Regions from separate parts of the Mus musculus genome. Here regions 2, 3 and 4 are each linked to region 1. Evidence: chromatin contacts called from public HiChIP or PLAC-seq and promoter capture Hi-C data. All regions are on one chromosome and are shown on one strand. The core of a region is the stretch at or near the end of the contact, and the rest is flanking DNA. Distances in the headings are between cores, read along the strand shown.

The links. Promoter capture Hi-C pulls out the DNA fragments that hold promoters and counts their contacts. HiChIP or PLAC-seq counts read pairs in DNA pulled down with a chosen protein or histone mark.
Region 2: a promoter capture Hi-C map of hippocampal neurons shows a contact between it and region 1, with 3 times the contacts expected there. The contact joins the enhancer-like site here to the promoter of Hmgn3 in region 1. A contact is called at or near these places in 15 of 39 promoter capture datasets (the 3T3-L1 cell line, 3T3-L1-derived adipocytes, the C10 cell line and 10 more), 1 of 484 Hi-C or Micro-C datasets (palatal mesenchyme), 1 of 115 datasets of contacts at active chromatin or transcription factors (cardiomyocytes) and 3 of 9 other capture datasets (adipose tissue, liver and macrophages).
Region 3: an HNF4G HiChIP or PLAC-seq map of pancreatic cancer cells shows a contact between it and region 1. The contact joins the enhancer-like site here to the promoter of Hmgn3 in region 1. A contact is called at or near these places in 4 of 39 promoter capture datasets (the C10 cell line, cranial neural crest, maxillary cranial neural crest and 1 more), 1 of 15 datasets of contacts at CTCF or cohesin (large pre-B cells), 2 of 115 datasets of contacts at active chromatin or transcription factors (astrocytes and pancreatic cancer cells) and 2 of 9 other capture datasets (adipose tissue and macrophages).
Region 4: a promoter capture Hi-C map of liver shows a contact between it and region 1, with 3 times the contacts expected there. The contact joins the enhancer-like site here to the promoter of Hmgn3 in region 1. A contact is called at or near these places in 10 of 39 promoter capture datasets (the 3T3-L1 cell line, the C10 cell line, cranial neural crest and 5 more), 1 of 115 datasets of contacts at active chromatin or transcription factors (large pre-B cells) and 1 of 9 other capture datasets (adipose tissue).

Annotation. Positions count from the first base shown.
Region 1 is chr9:83,145,237-83,147,936 of GRCm38.p6, forward strand. It overlaps Hmgn3 (high mobility group nucleosomal binding domain 3), which reads right to left and starts at 1,371. Exons shown (of 6, transcript NM_026122.4): 1 at 1,195-1,371. The coding sequence starts at 1,209.
Region 2 is chr9:83,594,992-83,597,691 of GRCm38.p6, forward strand. Sh3bgrl2 (SH3 domain binding glutamic acid-rich protein like 2) reads left to right here. Exons shown (of 4, transcript NM_172507.5): 4 at 2,234-2,700. The coding sequence ends at 2,245. Among named protein-coding and RNA genes, the nearest start is that of Gm39384, 23 kb to the left of the region's middle. Within about 2 kb of position 1,275, at least 15 of the 459 cell types and tissues checked have an H3K27ac peak or open chromatin away from gene starts, as enhancers often do. A contact at or near this core is called in hippocampal neurons, where this site is marked.
Region 3 is chr9:83,562,970-83,565,669 of GRCm38.p6, forward strand. All of the region lies in intron 1 of Sh3bgrl2 (SH3 domain binding glutamic acid-rich protein like 2), which reads left to right. Among named protein-coding and RNA genes, the nearest start is that of Gm39384, 8.8 kb to the right of the region's middle. Within about 2 kb of position 1,387, at least 104 of the 459 cell types and tissues checked have an H3K27ac peak or open chromatin away from gene starts, as enhancers often do. A contact at or near this core is called in pancreatic cancer cells, where this site is marked.
Region 4 is chr9:83,633,510-83,636,209 of GRCm38.p6, forward strand. No RefSeq gene overlaps it. Among named protein-coding and RNA genes, the nearest start is that of Gm36120, 47 kb to the right of the region's middle. Within about 2 kb of position 1,287, at least 4 of the 459 cell types and tissues checked have an H3K27ac peak or open chromatin away from gene starts, as enhancers often do.

The DNA of each region.
Region 1 (2,700 bases), core at 121-2,620:
AACCCACACGATAGGAGAGAGCCTACTACTGCAATCTGGGTGTCAGTGCCTCCTGTGAATACAATCAATCAATCAATCAATGTAATAAAATACATTTTAAAGGAGTGGAGTTGTTTATAATAAAATTCTTAGTGACGATGCATAAGGAAGCAAAAGCTTCTAAAAATTTTAAAGCTTTGATAGTTTTAAATAAAGCAACCACACACACACACAGTGCACAGTCTTCGGGAGAAAACGGTATTAACCAAGTTTCAACTTTAATGGCCAAGATGGTTGACTTGGGTCCTTTGGGCAGGTGGCAGGAAGGTTTTTTTCTTAGGACGCAATCCTCACACATCGCTTTTCTCTGGGAGGGGTAGAAAAATATCTGCCCTTCCTTCACCAGTCCAATGACAAGTCGAAGCCCCACCCTGAGGGAGCTGTGTGGCCCCACGTGTGGCTCATGACGTCCCTGCGCGGAGGGGACACAACCCACCAGGGGCAAAGGAGAGACTAAAAAGACCTCGGTTCCCTGCCTGGCCAAGCGTGGGGTCGTGGGTGGGACAGTGGCAGGGGCTTGGTGGCCCCTGACCTTGGCAGGGTCAGTGAGCTTGGCACCAGTCCCCTTCTTTGCAGCCTACCCGGCGCTGCGCACTGCCCCGCCCGCCCTCGCGGCTGGTGATTGACACCGGAGTGGGTACATACGGGTCCGCGGCGCAGCAGGGCTGGCGTAGGGAAACATGGCTTTCCCTCTCCCGGCCTTCCGCCCGCATCGCGCTCGCCCAGGGCACGGCCCAGGGGACACTCCGGACCCCGCCTAGCTCCTCTGAGTGCTTCCACGTTTTTCGATTTCCCTGGCCCGGGAGACTCCTCTCATTGCTTTCCCTCCACCCTGAGAACAACCTGAGTTTGCCAAGAGGAAACTCCTGCGAGGGGGATGGATACCCGCCCTGGCTGCTGGCAAGAGATGGAAACCATTCCAAGCAGGAGTTGATGGAGAGGGGAGGACGTCCCTGGAGGGAAAGTAACACTCAGAGCTCCGTGCGGGGCGAGCGAGGTCAGCAACAGGCATTTGCAGAAGGAGCGGGCAGCGGCCGTGCCCAGCGCCTGAGTTATTAGGCGCATCGCCGCGTTCATCGCAGCGCAGGGGGCTTACTCCAAACACACTCGAGGGCCTGCGAGCAGGGTTTTTTTTTCCCCCTTTACAGGACTTACCTTTCTCTTCGGCATAATGACTACGTTGGTGCAGCAAAAAAAGTAAAGCAATGTTCTGGGCCGCCTGGCACACTGCTGGATGCTGCCTGGCCGCTGCTGCTACTCCCGCAATGGGCTCGGCTAGCCCGGCCTCTCCGACCTGCACCTCCGCTTCCTCCCCCGGCGCTCCACTCGCTCGCATCCCGGTCCCCCAATGGCGAGCCCTGCCAGCCAGCCGCGAGGCCCCATTGGCTAAGAGAACGTTCTAAATTCCACGAGGGCACGCCCACCCCCGTTCACCCGGTACGCGCAGTTGTAGTTTCCACTTCACTGGGAAAAAAAAAAAAAATCTGCCTGGCGACTGAGCATGCCCAGTTCAACTAGTATCCTTCAGGCTGCACTAACTTGGAGTTTCATTGTTTGACGTGCCTTCTTTGGATTAAACCATTGTGCATCTTCATAGGAAAAAAAAGTTTAGTATTAAGTAATGCTGGGTTAACTTTATAAAGTAAATAGGGCCACGGGGTGCCTTGTACAATTGTTACTTATAAAAGCTTGTAACGGGTGTTCATGGTGCGGGTCTATACAGGGTAGGAAGGTCTGTTCTGGAAGAGTTTCCACAGTTTCTAAGGTTCTCAGTTCCATCTCTAGCAAATACCATCCCCCATCCCCATAGTTCCTTGGTCTAATTGTTTTGTTTTTTGTTTTTCTTTAAGTCTGTGTTACAAGTCATATATGAATTCAGCCAATTATTCAGCTATGTGTGAATAATTGTTATAATTGATATAAATGTTTGTTGTGGAAACTAAGGGGAAATCGAGAAATGTAGGAACAAATAAATCACTTATATATTAAATATGTACATTTAAACGACACCTGCCAGGTTACCATTTTGTGTATAGTGTAATGTTTCTCGACATTCCGCAAAGAATTGCAAAATACATTATCTGAATTTATTTAAGACCGGTTTTATCCTGACTAAAGACCTCAGACCCGGGAGGCTGGGGGGGGGGGGATTTTTTGGTCAACATCCTTCATAAACATAGGCACAAAGACACAGACAAAATTTTATCAAATCAAATTCAACAACATTTTTAAAAAGCTAATACATAACCAGGGGAGTTGAACCTGGGAACACAGGATTCGTTCTGTGAATCAAATCATCCTGAAAATCAATCAGTGTGATCATAGCACTGATTCTATTATAATTATATAATATGATATATAATTATATTATGTTTATTATAGCACAAAGCTATAATCGGGACTGTGACCATCTCAAGGGCTGCAGGGGGAATGCTAGGGAATGGGTGAGCAAGTCATGATAAGTCTACAGTAGAATATTACTCTGTGATCAAAGAAATAAGTTTTCCCTGATGAGATAAATAACAAAAGAAAAATGCTAAATGGAAGTCAATACAAGACACTATACTGGGTGGTTTTGTTTATATGAAATTCCAGGAAAAACAAAGCAAACTAAGCAAGATTAGCCCGAGAATCATTTACAAGCCAAAAGACATCTTAGGA
Region 2 (2,700 bases), core at 25-2,524, 450 kb after region 1:
TAGCCCTGTTCTCTGAAGAGGAATTTAAGGTAGCAAAATAGGTAGCTAGTTTTTATTTAAATTATAAATTCACATTGTGTTTTACCCCTGTGTCTGTACCTTTCACGTTTATGATTTGTTTGGTCACAGATGGGGAATCACATCTGTACTGATCATGAAAAGCTTTCTCCTGGCCTTATTTCTCTTTTGTTTTTTGTTGCTGTTTTATTTTTTCATTTTTTTGAGACAACAGTTTCTCTGTGTCATCCTGGGGCTGTCCTGCACTCTCTGAGACCAGGATAACCTGGAATTCACCAAGATCCACTGGCCTCTACCTTCTGAATGCTGGAATTAAAGGCACTCGCCACCAAGCCTGCTGTTGTTTCTTTTGAGACAGTGCCTTTCTGTGGCTGACTGTCTTAGAACTTATTATGTCTGTTGGGCTAGCCTTGAACTCCCAGCGATCCCCCTTGCCTTTGCCCAGGGCTGGGCTTTCCTCTCCTCATTTCTTAACACAGCATCACACCAGTTTGCATAGATGTCGTGATTGAAGCATCCCACTCACCTGGAGATGCTTTGAACCATGGTGGGGCACAGAAGTGCAGGGGCTGTGTGCTGGAGAGACTAGAGAATGCGGGGGTCCTGGCAAGGATGTGGGATGGATGCCCCACAAGGCCAAGGGGCAGCAGCTTTATGAAATGGCGGAAGCAGAGCCACATTTGAGAGGCATCTCAAATCAGACCTGAAAGAGGTGTCACACTTCCTAATCCAACCTGAGTATTTTTAAAGCCTCGTATCGCATCATACCTTTTGGAAAATGTGAAGAACCTGAGTCTGTTTTGTGCAAAGACTTAGGAATAATGAATATTTTCATAGCCATATAAAGCACAAGATTTACTTTAAAAATAAAAACCAAGTAAGTTAATAGTTTGGTTATTTCATTTAAAAAGACTGGTTTTGTGACTAGAAAAGTCAGTTAGGCTTATTTTTTTAAATTGTAAAGAAGTAAATATGTGTAAAATAGAATATTAAACTCACTAGCCAGAGCCAACCATATTGACACTTTTCCAGTGCGCCTTACAATCCTCATAGACATACACAGTAACTGAGGCTTGGCTATAGCTCAAGTGGAGGCTGAATTCTAAAGTATCTATTTTAATGCAGCCGAACCTGCAGTGCATTCTGGAAGCTTTGTCGAAGTAGCGGGTCCTTTGAGGCTGCCTAGGACAGGTACCATCTGAAGCCCCTGTGAGAGGAGACAGAGGCTTTCAGTAATAGTAGCCCCGCTGCAGCACCTGCAGCAGAGCCTCCACCATGAGAACACGCCTTGTTTTACATCAGCAAGCCCGCAGATGGCTTGTGGGTGGTTCCTATGCACATGGTTTTTAGCAGAGGCACACCCACACAGAAAGTATTTACAGGTTCTTAAGACTATTTTTATGCCAGTCAGACATTTGAATATTTGTTAGGAAAATTAGTATTTATATAAAATATTCCACCCAAATATATTAAACAATCCAGATTTATCTTCAGAGAATTGGGGGATGGGGCAGTGTGTGTGGTGGGGAAAGCCTGGGGCAAGGATTACCTTCCAGAGGCAGAAGCCAGTAGGCTGTGTCAAAACCTCATAGAAGATACTGAGTACACACCATCTCTGGTCTCATTTTCTCCAAAGGCACAGATTCTTTAAAGATTCAGCAGCTGGTATGGAGACTTTTGCTCCCAGGTCACTAAGACAAGGGGTGATTTTCAGAATCCATAACTGCTGATTGCACTGCACACCCTTTGGCTATATTGGAGCAAATTGCAGTGGCTTCTTGGTGACACTTGTTTAATTGGGTCATGGGGACAGACAGAGTGGCACTTGGACAACAGGGGTGGTGATGCGTTATGAATGATGTGGCCATTCTGATGATGTCATTCATCCAGGGCCACCCTTAAGCAGTACCTCTTCATGCTCCTGGGAGGTCACAGCCACCTGTTGTGAGCTAATAGCACAGCAGTGTTCAAAGAAGGAGACTTGGTGGCTGCAGAGAGATGGAGCTTTTCTTTGCTTGTTTGCAGGTTGGGTGGGTAGGACTGAAGTCGAGGCTCTGGCTTAAAAGCCGAGACTTCGCCCTCTCAGTAACAGGGTGAGTCATTATAACCTCCCTCATATCTGTTCCTGACATTTCAAAAACAAAACACTGCGAAAGGCAAGCGTTCTTGTCGATGCAGTGTAATGACCGTGCCTTTCCCCTCTTGTGTTTAATAGGCGGAACCTTAGAGGTAAAAAGTAGAAGGTGATGGAGTTGCGTTTGGAGCACCCCCTGGTACTCAGCACTCGCCTGCTTACCTGATGCATCACTGTGACAAAGCCACACACACAATCAGTAACTTCGTCTGACCTGGAGAAGGTGTCTTTGGAGGACATGGGAATAATGGGGACTGCATGATTGCTCTGAGCCAATCAGTTCTGTGGTGGTGGATCCTCTTATTTTCTGATTCGTCTGCAGTTGCCTCACTCACCTGAAAGTACTCTCCCCGTGATAGGTCAACTTCCTTAATGACTGACAGGTAATTGGGCGACACCATCAGGGAGAAAACGTTGAACCTGCCCTATGTTTTATTAGAAACTGGCCTTGCAGAAACCCATTCCTCTCTAAGCTGCCTGCGTCCCATCCTTGAAACCATTTTGCCAGGATGGTAACGTCAATTGAATCCAAAAGAAGAAAGCAGTGC
Region 3 (2,700 bases), core at 137-2,636, 420 kb after region 1:
TAGTCTGTCTGTTAACAGCAAGGCGGATGGAGACTGCGTGCTCCGTCTCGTGGTGACCTTTTACTAGTGAGCACCTGGTTCTAAGAGATAATTAACAGAGATGAGATGATTAATAATTTACCCTTTGAATTCTGTTTCCATTTAAAAGAAAAAAAGTCATTCTGTTAATGAGATGAAGTCTCTGTATGAGGGTCAGAGGGCCTGGCAGAGTCCCATTGGCCCTCAGTGTTAACACCCAAATGTCTGGATGCTTGACCTGGCACCTGGGCAGTCTGACCTGTTTCTGGTCTGTCTGTGTAGCTTTCTCTCGCCATAAATACACCAGGCTTCTCCTCCACCCTGGCTGGTCCTGTGGTCCTCTCCACCTTGTCTGAGGACTCCCTATGTGACATGCAGTCCCATTCCCTTCGCTCTTCAAAGCATGGGGCAGGGCTGTTTCCCCACGCTCCCTTTGCCTCTCTCTTCTTGCTGTCCAAAGTGGGAGGGCTCTTCAATTTCAGCCTACCATGCCACCTGTAGGGTGGCTCTCAGGGCCTTCTGCCTGTGATTTATAGGAATTCTAATTTCTTCTGGGTCAGGGACTGGCCTGTATGCCTTTAGCTCTTGCAGATTTTCTAGTAGAGAATTTGGCATTTGAGTGGATACATTGAAATTGTTTCTGAAACACTCTATGTATGTATATAAAAAGCTAATCAAGAGTTTATGGACACTTCAGAAAACCAACAGGAATGAATTTGCAAATCGAGTTTGCTTTAAAACGTAAAAGCTTTGGGAACATGATTTGTTTCACTGCTTCTTAAGTAAGTGGCTTGAAGAATCTGTGTTAGGAAGACAGCTTATTGCATTATTCCTTCTTTTGAGTGTCAGTCTGCTGGGGTAAAGTTGGAGTCCTGGGAGGGAGGCACAGTTGACTCACTGCCCTTAGGCCTGCCTGTTCAGCTGCCCAGGAGGGTGCACTGGCTTATATAGGCAGAGTGTTCGGAGCTACTGCTGACTCGGAGTGGCGCCGAGAGCTGGCTGCTGCATTCGTAAGGGCAGATCTGTAGACTTGTAGGGCGCGGGTTTAGGCTAGTGTGGATAGGAAAGCCAGATTTTTACCCCTAAGTGGCCTCTTGAGAATGTCAGCGTGCTCTATCAGAGCATGTAAACGAAAGTCCTGCTTGTGCCAGAGCAGATTAGATCAGGTTGGTATATTTGGGTTCAGCTTACTGGGCTCAACAATAGAGAACATATGTGGTGTATTCGGAAAGATTTTTAAACTGAGAGTGTAAAGTAAAATCGAGTAATACAGAGCCTTTGCGGTTAGGTGAGTAAGCATGTGATGGAGAAAGCCTCAGTCTCTCTCCCCCTCCTGCAGAGTTGCTCCTTGACTCAGCGGCTGCCTTTCAACCTGCAAGACACTCCCTTTTTGTCTGGACGCAGTTCATTCAAACTTCCTCTTGTGTTTCTGACGCTGGGCTTGAGGTTCTTGGCTCCCGTCACTAGCTTCAGTAACTCTCCTCATAAGGTACATGCCTTCTGGCTGTCTTGGCCTTACAGCCCAGGGAGCCTTTGTACTAGACCTGATTGGAGAGGCCTTGGTTTTGCCCTTGAGTTTTTCTTTATTTCCTAGGGCGATAAATAGAACATCCTAGGAGCTTGGGGGGGGGGGTCCTGAGACATGGAGTTTTTCTTCCTTTCCCCATTCCCCACTGTCTCTGTCTCTGTCTGTCTGTCTCTGTCTGTCTGTCTGTCTGTCTCTCTCTCTCTTTTGTTGGTTTTAATTTGTCTACTATCAAAATGGGATGGAGAACTCTGAGGCTGAAGATGTAGAGAAGTTCTATGTAGAGACCAGAATTTAGAAGCACTTGCAAATCAAAGATGGTTATTATGTCTACCTGCAGTGCAGAGAGTAGCCTGCGGGCAGTTCCCGGGGAGATTTGAGCTGGCCAGCAGAGCTCCTGGAGGCACTTTGCTCTGGAATGAAACCTCCAGTGTCCAGCTGAAGTTGATGGTTGTCGGTTATCCTCGAGAAGTAACACTAGTTGGGTATGGTGGCCCTGGCCTCTGATGCTACCACCTAGAAGACTGAGGCAGGGGGATGGTGAGGCCAAGCCAGACGACTCCCTTCATGAGGAGGGAGGAAGGATCTGATGAGCTGATGGTGGCCAACCCACAACAGAAGCCTGGTCTACACAGTGCAGGGTTAGAACACTTCAGTGCATTACATTAATTTATGCCCTCTGTGGCAACGTGAGCATATCACAGCCTGCAATTACTGTATATAAAATATAATTATGAAAATGGCCTGCTGTCGTCCCCCCCCCCCCGCGTGATCTTTCAGCTGTAAATAGTTGTTAATCAGCTCTTCAGTCACTCCTCACAGTTACCAGTTGACTGATGGGGAGAGGTGGGAACAGCAAACTCCAGAAACAGGGCTGCAGAACCACACCTCAAGCCTTTTGAAGGTGCTGCCTCAGGCAGCAGTCTTACAGTCTGCTGTGGAAAAGACCGTCGTCAGCAGGATTTCCTCCCGATGGTGGGGTTTGACGATTTTAGCAGATTTTGCTGGAACAGCTCTTCCACACAGTATCCTCTAATTAACAGGAAGCACATGTATGAGTTGTATATAATTTGCGGAGAGAATCTCTCCAAATAGTGGCATCGTAAATTCATATTTTATGCCTGGCTGCCTTTTTTCTTCGGGAAGTAAACATGTAA
Region 4 (2,700 bases), core at 37-2,536, 490 kb after region 1:
AAAGTGGCCCAGACTTCCCACACAGGATAACATGTGACATTAAAGAATGTATGTAAGAAGAGAACCATGATGTACGACTTTGGTTTAACTTAATAACTTGAAGGACTTGCCTTAAAAATAAGCACTATAGAGCTTAGTCTGTTCCATACAGGAACAACCAGCTCCTGTAACAAATTATCACTGACTTACCAGCTTTAAAACCACCACCATGTAACCAGCTCAGCTGGCCCCTGATAGGGCACATTTCTGGAAGCCAGGACGTTCCGAAGAGTCTAGCAGGTGTGGTAAGTATTGAGAGCCCATCTGTGACCTCCTCTCAGAGTGGGTGAATACTGCGTCCTCCTAAGGAAAACGCCTAAGCAAAGTCTCTCTTGTCAAGACCCCCATCTCGTTCATGAAGGAGGAGCCATTGTGACCTAAAGAGCTCCAAAGGCTCTACCTCTGTACACTGATGATCGAGTTCCATTCCAAATGTGGGGGAAACATTCAGTTCATAGCTCAATGTTAATTCATAGCCACTGAGCCTCAAGCACACTCCCATGTGTCTCCCCTTCTAAATGGACAAAGGTACTGTCAGACAGCCACACTGTAAAACATTGTTCAGCCATCCAAAGGAATAAACTTCATCTGGGTCGGATGTGGATGGAGCCCCTCTGCTTTGTGCTTCCTGACTCGGGGGGTCAGTAGACTATCTGGCTTGCAAGCCAGATCCAGCTATTTACGGATTGCCTGTGACTGCTCTCAAGCTATGGTGACAGAGCTGAATAGTAGCAAGAGCAACCAAAGTGTCCTTCGAAGCTGACAATGTCTACTACTTGTCCCTTCACAAAAGTTTGCTAATTCCTGTGCATAATGAAGGCCACGTGCTATATGGTTTCCTCTATAGAGCCTTCTAGAAAAGGCAAAAATTAAAAAATTTAAAAATTTAAATAAACAAACAAAACCTATTGGGATGGTGAGGTCGTTGTTTTTGGGGGGTGGGGATGATTACAGGGGGTGACTGACTGGAAGGGGTCCAGACCCAGTTGGTGTCCTTCCCCTGGAGTTTGTGTGTGAGCCTATGAATGTTTCAAAGCTAACACAACTGAAGCAGTTGGAAAAAAAAAAAAAACAAAAGCCTACAAGTTTAAAAATGACATGTTTTAAGCTTCAAATTGTAGAAACCAAAATGGAAGAATTTGAAATGGAGTCTTTGTACATATTGGCAGCAGTTCCACCCCCAGTGGTGACACTTCCAGTGGGACCAGGGGATCTAGAGATCGCTCTGCTTCAGTTCTTTTTCCTGTCACTTTCAAGTCTTTTATGCTTGGTCACCTCCCCTTGCAGATCTCCATAGAGTGTGACCCTGTCCTCTGCCGCTCCAATTTAGAGACCTGGCTGGGAAGAGAGAATGTTTTCAACTTAGTGCTCATTTATCAGTTCCAGGGAAGGCTATAATTGGCCTTGCTGGGCCACACACACACACACACACACACACACACACACACACACTCCTTAATCCAGCAGTTCTCAACCTGCGGGTCATGTCTGTTCCCTTGGGGGGGGGGGGGCTAATGATCCTGTCAGATGGTCACCAAAGGCCATCAGAAAGTGCAGATATTTACATTACAATTCCTAACAGTAGTTAAAAATACAGTTATGACGTGTCAGTGAAAATAATTTGATGGTTGGGGCTCACCACAACATGAAGAACTATATTAAAAGGTTGCAGCACTAGTAAGGTTGAGAAACCATGGCTTCTTCTTCCAAGAATGAGGCTCCTAAGATCCTCACCCCACCACTGTGACCCAAAGACCAGCATCTATTTTGGAAAAAAAAAACTGGAAAGCTTCTTACAGGGACAAAATCCAGTACTGACTCAGTCAAACCTTACTAGCTACAAATGAATAAAAACAAACTCGCTGACACTTTCCAGTCACATGTGTGGTTTCAAGGTAGAGTCTTTATACTGGAGCAGAATTAATTTGATAAGACAGGTTGAAGCGGGTAGGAACAGATTTTGAAGCCTTCCACCAAGTGGTCTGTGATTTGTAGATCAGGAGGACTTTCTTAACTGTGAAAGTATTTCAGCTTCCAGTGCATTGCAATGAAGAATCGTATTTCAAAAAGAGATAAGAGAACTGGCCTATGTTGTAGGTAGATCTCAGGTTAAAGGGCCTTATTATGTAGTTCAGGATGGTGCTATCTGCCCACCCCACCCCACCCCACCCCCACCCCCTGGTTAAACTTTTATTCTTTGAAGTATCAGCCTTTACATATTTTGAGGTCTCCTTCCCATCCAATCAAATCTAGATAGCCTCTTATTAAAGGGAAAAGGTGAAGAATTTTAAAGATTTTTTTTTTCTGAAGAAAGTCTCTCAATTATCATGATTGGATTCCCCTCACTAATTTTCCTGCCTCTGTCTGCAAACTAGAAACAATATTCTCTTTAAACAGGAAGGAGCTATGCACAACCTTTTATTTTTCCTCCCATGCCATGTATGTTATAAAGAAACCATCAAACCAAGTCTGAGCCTCCTTCCAAATCAAAAGCCGCAGGAGTTTCATGGTGGCTGTCTTTCCCTTTCTTCCTTTATTGCAGGGGCTCCACCTGAAGGGTCAGCTTACACAGAGCAAAGCAGCCGGTCCCTGATCTCATGTGCTCAAATTGCCAGCCAGCCGCAGAAGGAAAGAGGAAAAGAAAGAGCTGGTTTCCATTTG